2 separate regions of the Mus musculus genome follow, and region 1 is linked to region 2. The links are chromatin contacts, called in public Micro-C maps. All regions are on one chromosome and are shown on one strand. The core of a region is the stretch at or near the end of the contact, and the rest is flanking DNA. Distances in the headings are between cores, read along the strand shown. Region 1 has its middle 10 kb from the start of Gm35546. Region 2 overlaps Gm35341 (a long non-coding RNA gene).

Region 1 (3,860 bases), core at 159-2,658, 160 kb before region 2:
ATTGTACTACTATCAACCCCAGTGATCTTAGACTCCATTCAAGGAAACCAAAGCTTAAAGAGGCCATGGCTCTCTGAGTCTTTTTTGCTTTCTTCTTCCTTTCCTCTTCACCCAACCTCTTTCCCTGACCTCCCCTTTTTTTCTACAGCATTTCATTATGTTGCTCAATCTGGCTTTGAACTTGGGACCCTCTTGCCTCTCCCTCCTGAGTGTTTGGATTACAGATGTCCACGACCATGAAGAGCAAGATCATGAATTTCTTAAGTCCCCAGTACCATCAGTAGCAAGAGGAGAAACACTTCCAAGATGACATGTGGTTATTATTAGCTTGGGGTAAAAGTTGGAGGAAATGACAGGGTCCTGGGTCCTGTCCTGATGAGGGGTATGTGCTAGTGCTGCACGAAAGGTAAGCAAAAAGGCTAAGGAGTTAGGCGAGCAAGCCATATACAACTTGACCTGGATGCTTCACAGATGAGTATCAGACATGTCCCAGAAGGAATCATGGGTAAAGGGGCTTTTTCACACGGCCCCATTCTTTGTCATGGCCACAGCCTCATGCAACGAGCTCACAGGTGTCTAGTCTCCCTTTGATTTGTCATCTCCAGAATTAGTAGTTTATTTATTCTCTATTTCTGTGTGCATGTTGGATAAATCAACAATCTGATGGGAAAATAGAGACTAAGGAGACAGGGTGGGAACACACAAATAACACAAAACAAAATACAGATATTTAAAAAAATGCTTCTGATACTGCACTATAAACATTTAAAATGTCTTAGGTACAGTGAACTAAGCTGGGCTGGAACAACTGGACTTCAGATACTTAGATACTTTTAAAAAAATCCAACAAGGGGACGATGAATAACGTCTACTATAGGAGAGACAAGAACATAGGAGAGCACATGTGAGTCCAGACATGATCTCCGTAGGCTCTTTGCCCTGTGTCTATTAATTAGTTGATTCATTCAATTTTTCTTTCTCTTATTTGTATTTCTTTCTCTTATTTAATGTAGTTAATTAATTGATTCATTCAATTTTTTCTTTCTCTTATTTGTTGTAGAATACTTGCTATAATGTCATTGCTAGGCTACAACAAGAGAGCTGTTTTAAAGAAGTCGCTACCAATAAATTCAGCTGCTTGCCCTTCCTAAATTTGTGCACTCTATTGCAGAAAACAAGATGAGAAACCAAGGAATGAGAAGGCGTTCTAATTAAGTTGGCATTGCTGTTTTAGTGTTCTTCATGAGTCTCAGGATTCTGCCCACTTCATTTGTGTTTGCTGTTGGTTTGGTTTTGTGTTTCCAGATCTGGGCATCTGAGACTGACTCTGGACTGTCCTCCAGAGGCGTGTGTGTCAGGAATGTGCTGAGTGGTGGCCATCTCTCCAGCAGGTCTCATGTCATAAACCCGGCAAGAATCCTCACGGGGGACTGGGCAGATCCAGGGCTCCCAGTCAGTCCTTACATGGGCAGAAGCCGATTTGTTCTGAGCCTGCATCACTCTCAGATCAGTTAAGCAAACCCACGAACATGATGATTTGAGTATGAGATGCCATTCTGTGTAGAGTCATCTGGGGGCTAAATATGCTCACAGGAAGCAATGTGAAACAATATTCTAAAATGTAGATAGACCTTGAAAGGTTTCTATTCTAGCTAAAACCATCTGATGGTTAAACAACTGATAGCCCATGCCCTGAATGAGTTTTATTTTTGTCTGTCTGTCTGCATGAATGTGGAGGCCAGGGATGGACCTTGGTTGCTTTCCTTGCTCTCTCTCTGTCTTGCTTCCCAAACAGCTTCTCTCACTGGCCTATAGCTCTCTAATTCAGTTTGACCAGACTGCAAGTTCCAGGGACCTACCTGTCTCCTCCTCCTCCTCACATCTAGGTGTACAAGCACATTTTTTTCCTGTGGGTTCTGGATTTATAGCTCAAGTATTCCCCACTATGTGTTGAGCACCTTACCAGCAGAGCCAGTTTCTAAGCCCTTTTAATTTTCTTTCTTTGAGATGACTTTAGTAGAAAAATCAAAGACTCTTGGGGAATTTGAACTTGAGTGCTGAGTAAGGACCTAAGACCATCAGAAAACACAGACATTTACATCACAATTCATAATAGTGACATAATTTCAGTTATGGAGTAGCAATGAAATAATTTACTGGCTGGGTAGCTGAGGAACTGTATTAAAGGGCCACAGCATTAGGGAAGTTTGGAACAACTGCTTGACTATGCTGTAAACTATATTAGTATTTTTAAGTTTACTGTGTATGGCTAAAACAATCTGTAACAAAATTTAGCTTAAAACATATGACAAAAGGCTTATAGTTAAAAATACCTATAGATGGATAATCTTAATTTGCAATAATATACTACATATGTGATTCATCTTTTGTTTAGAATATACTGTATATGTAACTTGGATTCAACTCTTGTTTAAAAAATAGGTTTATTGAGAAGAATAGATATTTTTCAATAGCATCCCCATGGATGGCAGCCCTCTTTATTTACTAAGGTTAAAAAAGAATACATATAACGTAACTTTACCACCATCTTGGTTAACATGGCCATGTGGTTAAAAAAAGCCAAGGTATATTTAATAAATAAGGTTTATAAATCCCTAAGGTCTACTCAGGTTAACCATAGCTGGCTTAAAAAAAATCGATGTCTAGCTTCTTTGTCTTTGCTAACACTTTGTTAAGCTTTAGCTTTTTATAGAAACTGAGTCATATAAAAACCTGATATTCTGGCTGATTTCTTCCTCATCTACAGTAGACCTCCTTCTCTTCCACCATACCCAGGGCCACCATGTCCTGTTTTGTGTTTGTTTTTGTTTTTGTTTGTTTAATTCACATGGTACATGCCATCGAGACTGAATCTGATGACACTCTCCCGTGTCTAATGAAAGTGCTAGACCCGGACTATGGGTTCAAGCTGTACTTGTTGAATTCATGAACAAATATGTATAAATAGGAACTAAAGTAGGCCAATCAGCGAGCTGCTTTTTACAGGAATTCTGTGACAAGTGAACTTCCCTTTTATTTGCAGTGGCAGCCAAGGTCGGGTGCAGGTCAGGTCAAATCCATCTGTTTCCTCCTCTCTTTCTAGATCTTCTGTGTCAACTCTTGTATCACAGTGACCTAGAGGGGAAGCTCACACAGAGAGGCAGAGACGGTGCCTATCGCTGTCCTACAGAGATGCACCACACTGTGGCATCCCAGAAGACAGGCCTGCTGACTCTTGCACACCTTAGAGGGCAGAACAACGTAAACGTTTCGAGAGTACTCTGCAGCCCGGTCTCTCAGGTTCAAATCCATCCGAAGCCCCGAGTTTAGCTATCTCTTTTCTCTCTGCTTCCATTTTCTCAGCCATGGAACAGAGGATATCAGCACCTACAGCAGTGGTGTGAGTTAATAAGGGGTTGAATGATCTGAACTGTCTGGAAAGCCAACCATTTACAGAATTGTGTGGTGGGAGGGTAACTGTACTGGGAAAACTTGAGTGCAGGCAATGTAAGTGTCAGAAGTGTGCGGCCAGTTTATCTGCGATGTACATTACAAGTGATGAGGCTTGCTGCCCTCCCTCCCTAGTTCTTCCTGCGGAATCTTGAGCTAGTTGGGATGAACAGACACAGCTGCTCTCTCTGCCAGATGGAACAAGTAGGCCACGCCTTTGCTTAGATGGCCTTTCAGGATCTATACAGAAGGCAAACGATTGGGATGGCATCTGCTCTCTGAGTTGCATTGGTTCACAGATCATCAACCTGATGCAGGTGCAACGGTCATCCAGGGCGTCTGTGTGGGTGTTGGTGTGAGAATTTTGTCTGAAACTCTTCTTTCCATGTAACTGCATGACAGGTGGACGG
Region 2 (4,332 bases), core at 1,553-4,052:
CCTCTGCTGCCTCCTAAGGTGGACCTGGAAGATCCTTCTGCTACCTCTTAAGGTAGAAGATGCACAATGGGAGGATATTGTACTTTTAGTCAAGGACAAACTTTTCCTAAATGTCTTGGATACAGCACTGGGTAATTTTTTACTTGAGACTTTGTGTCTTAAAGTGACCCTAGGGCTTAAGCATGATCAAAAAATGGTGTATGGGTATTTTATCTAAGTTAGATACAAGTTTGAAAGAATCGTGGAGAAGAATTTTTAAAATCCATTTGATTGCACCATGAATTCTGCTTTCTCAGGGAACTGCCTGTCTTCTCCTAGATGTGATGGCTCCAGGATAACACTGCAACTGTTTCTCCAGATCTTTCTTGTCCCTAAAAAGCTCCTCTCGGCCCTTCTCATGTTAGTGCTGCATCCAAGCAAATCTGCGACAAGAGAGCCATGCAGTTATAATAGCCCTACTAGGTCACCTAGAGAAAGCAAGAGTGTTGGGCATTTCTTCTAGGCTCTGCCCCACAGTTACCTGGCAACAGCCAGGTGTGCCTGACTCACTATAAAAGGAACTGCTGGCCCCCCTCCTCACTCTCTTCCTCTTGCTTTTCTCTTTCTCTCTTCTCTTCCCTCTTTGTCCCTTCTCTCCCCATTCCCCTCCACCCTCTCTCCATGTGCTCATGGCCAACCTCTCCTCCTCCTCTCTCTCTCTCTCTGCCTTTCTCTGTTCCTACCACTCCATCAACTCTCCCCTATGCCCTAAATAAACTCTATTCTATACTATACTTTCATGTGTCTGGTACCTCAGGGGGAAGGGATGCCTCAGCATGGGCTCGCAGATGCATCCTCTTCCCCCACACCATACAGCACCTATACCAAAACATATCCTTTGCTTTATTTTCTTCTTCTTCTTCTTCTTCTTCTTCTTCTTCTTCTTCTTCTTTTTCTTCTTCTTCTTCTTCTTCTTCTTCTTCTTCTTCTTCTTCTTCTTCTTCTTCTTCTTCTTCTTCTTCTTCTTCTTCTTTTACAAAACACAACAAAGGGACCAAAACCATGGATGTCCCCTATGACAGGAAGTAACCTTGGGTGACATAGGGAGATTTCCCTCAGGTGAGAGGAAATGAGTAAGATTAAGCATCCTTTCCTACAGTGAACTGGTGCACACACACAGCTGCCGGGAACTGTCCTCAGGGTCTCTGTCCTAAAGAGTCAGAGTGACAATGGGTCTGAGGCTTTAGACCCATTCGTCATTCCCATGCCACCCAGTCCAGCCTCGTCAGGAGAACATGCTGCCCTCTCTGGTGTGCCTGCTGGTTATAATGTTGGGGGAGGGCCACACCATCTGCAAGGGTTATTCTAAACCCTGTGTCACTCCTGAGAATGGCTTAGTAGGTCATTCAATAGTTAGCAATTAAGTATGACGCTGATAATACCTCTCTAGTATTTATGAAACAAATGAAAATGCTTAACCTAGGCTTTGAAGGTATCTTGTATTCTATAAACCTATATTCTGTGTGACGGGCGCCACGCTACAACCTAGAGTCCTGCTAGAGTATAAGCTGCAGTTACTTTACTCCAAGTCTCGCAAACTTGATGCAACCAAGGTGTTTACCAACAAAGCACAGAGAAGAGTGGGGCTGTAGTGCGTTGTCTCATTTGTGGACCCTAGATGTTACAGATGTGTGATACCAGAAACAAACTCCAGTGGCGTGGAAGTAAGAGAGCTATCGGGGAACAGAGAGGACTAGGGGGAAGGGAGACAGGGCAGTGGGGTACAGGGAAAATAGGCTCAAAGTACATTGTGTCCTTACATGAAAATGGCCTCATTTATCTCTGTAAACTAAAAGTAAAGAGCAAAGACTTTGAAACAGAGAAGCAGCCCAATCGACGTCACTTCCGGGGATGAATTACTGTGACTGCTGCCATTAAGACAGTGAAAGGAAGGGGAAGTTAGGTCAGTAGGCTATTCCACACATGGGTGGACCAGAGATCCCTACGCTGCACAGCAGCAAACCGAGCAGGGGGGTGGGGGGAGGGAGGAAAAAGAACTGGGAATGAAGGGACTCTCTGTACAGCAGAGCTTAGCCAAGCAGGCCCAGCCACAATACTAACCCGCGAGCACATACTTCCTTCCCGAGCCAACCCGCGGCTTGCCTGACTCCCATAATCTGTGTTGTTGATTTTTAACCTGGCCCCCCAAGGGTCTTGTTGGGGATCACAAGCAACAGCCCTGAGCATCTCCCACCCCTGTCTTGGAACTTAGCCAAGCAGGCCCGCTACAATGCTGGCACACGAGTCACTGATACTTCCTCCCTGAGCCAAACCTAGGATCTACCGGCATGGCTAGAGATCGTTGACGCCAAGGAGAAAGAGACAGCTGTCTCCTGTCTGGCTACTTCTCAGCCAATGAGATGCTGAGAAGCTTGAGAGCCAATGAAATGCCGAGAAGGTGTATAAAGATTTGCCCAGTTCTGGGAGTCAATCTTGCCTGCACAACACCTATGCAAGAAAAGGCCAGTCAACATCCCAGCCCGCAGAATATCCTTAAATCGCTACTGGCTGTTGATGGCTACTGGCAGAGGAATGGTTAACATGCCAGTGGTGTGACTCGGTAGGATGTGAGCACCAGGCCTGTGGGAATGTGGCCTGTAATATCTTGGCAGAAGCCATCCTCTTGGTGCTAAGGTCAGAGCTAGGGAAAGATGCCATAACCACCATCAAGACACTTGGGCCCAAAGGCAACACCCAGTGCCTTGCGATCCGCACTTGCAGGGAAGTGTACGGCAGCAAACTATTCCTGCGTGTGGCCGATTTGATGGGGTTAAAATATGATTAAGCCTAAACATGTAAACACTAAATTCCCAAGTTGATCATGCTGTAATACTCTATTAGGGTTAGGCCAGATTACAGCTGGTTGTGTTTCTTCATACTGGAGCCTGGTCCAAAGTGATGAATTCGCTTATAAATCCCACAGTCATCCCCAGAAAGAACACGATTCACAGAGAGCTTTCCTAAGGTTTCAAGTGGGCTTCAGCGAGGCATGTTTTAAGCACCACCTGGAAAAACCACAGGCAGTGCTGGCCGGCTCTTAGGGAGCATCAGGGAAATGCCACACATCTAGAGCCGCAGGCCCGCAGTGCCCTTCCTGGGGGGGGGGGGGGCTCCACGTGGAGCCTGGGTCACGCGTGCTCTACCTCCTGTTCTCACGGGGAGGAAAAGCACAAGGCTGTTAACCATAAAGGAAAAATAATACCACACTCGGCTGAAATCACATCCAACTGGAGCCCGGTTTGTAATCCTTCATCCTTTCTGGGAGTCAGTCAGCTGCCACGGACACCCCCACAGGATGGATCTTTTTCCAAGGCAACAAACGCTCAATTCATCGGGGAACCGGAGCCCGGCTCCTGCGCTGTTTCTTCGAGATCCTTGAAAGGGTTGAATATGAATTGAAACCAAAGACATATTATTTTCAGAAGTGAGCACATTTTCACCCTGGTTTAGGGATGTCAGCCTTTTTCCCTCGCTTGCATAAGGAGGGTGTCCCCCGCTCTGTAGGCTGCTCTCAGTGACTTCATGAGGCCTAGAAGACAGGCTGGTCTCCTCTGCTCCACCCACAGTGTTTCCTGACAGCCTTAAGTGCAAAAGCAAATGTTTTGTTTAGGTAGGGACCTTAAAATAATGAGGCTTGGCTTTTGAAAAGATTAGCTACAAGAAAGAAAAATGCTGTAGGAAGTCATAACAGTAGTGGTTATCATGATATTAATATGCAACATCTGGCCTGGTGTATGCAATTAGATCTTGATGCAGAGTTAGAAAGGAAGGAGGGAGGAAGGGAGGGAGGGAGAGAGAGAGAGAGAGAGAGAGAGAGAGAGAGAGAGAGAGAGAGAGAGAGAGAGAATAATTCTTTAAGTTTAAATGTGAGTCTGTTTTGCAAAACTATTGGACTTGTACGAAAGCTGTCTATTACATGCCAAAAGCTGGATAGCTTCTTATTGGATAAAATATGCAGTGAATTCTACACTCCATTTCTGTGCAATAAAGAAAAAAAATTAGGGCTTGTAAAAGTGCATTTAGCATTTGTAACCCTAACACATGGGGGCTGAAGCAAGGCATGAGGTTAAGGGAGGTGGCTGGCCAGTCTGTCTAGTTGAAATAGCAAGTGCCGAGCTCAGAGAGAATGGTAAGGTAAAGAAGTCATTGAGAAGGGCATCCAGACATCAGCCTCTGACCTTTACACATGTCCAAACAAATGAGCACACCCTGCCACCCACACCCAACACTCACACACTCAGATGCCATGGTGGCCTGCATTATTTCCAGGCTCAGCTGGAAATTCCCATCTGG

The links. A called contact is a pair of places that touch in the nucleus more often than the background predicts.
Region 1: a contact with region 2 is called in a Micro-C map of muscle stem cells, with 2.1 times the contacts expected there. The contact joins two enhancer-like sites. A contact is called at or near these places in 3 of 484 Hi-C or Micro-C datasets (muscle stem cells and myocytes).

Annotation. Positions count from the first base shown.
Region 1 is chr1:186,575,054-186,578,913 of GRCm38.p6, reverse strand. No RefSeq gene overlaps it. Among named protein-coding and RNA genes, the nearest start is that of Gm35546, 10 kb to the left of the region's middle. Within about 2 kb of position 1,408, at least 6 of the 459 cell types and tissues checked have an H3K27ac peak or open chromatin away from gene starts, as enhancers often do. A contact at or near this core is called in muscle stem cells, where this site is marked.
Region 2 is chr1:186,412,496-186,416,827 of GRCm38.p6, reverse strand. Gm35341 (a long non-coding RNA gene) reads right to left here. Exons shown (of 4, transcript XR_373803.1): 2 at 3,242-3,413. Among named protein-coding and RNA genes, the nearest start is that of Gm35341, 6.8 kb to the right of the region's middle. Within about 2 kb of position 2,802, at least 37 of the 459 cell types and tissues checked have an H3K27ac peak or open chromatin away from gene starts, as enhancers often do. A contact at or near this core is called in muscle stem cells, where this site is marked.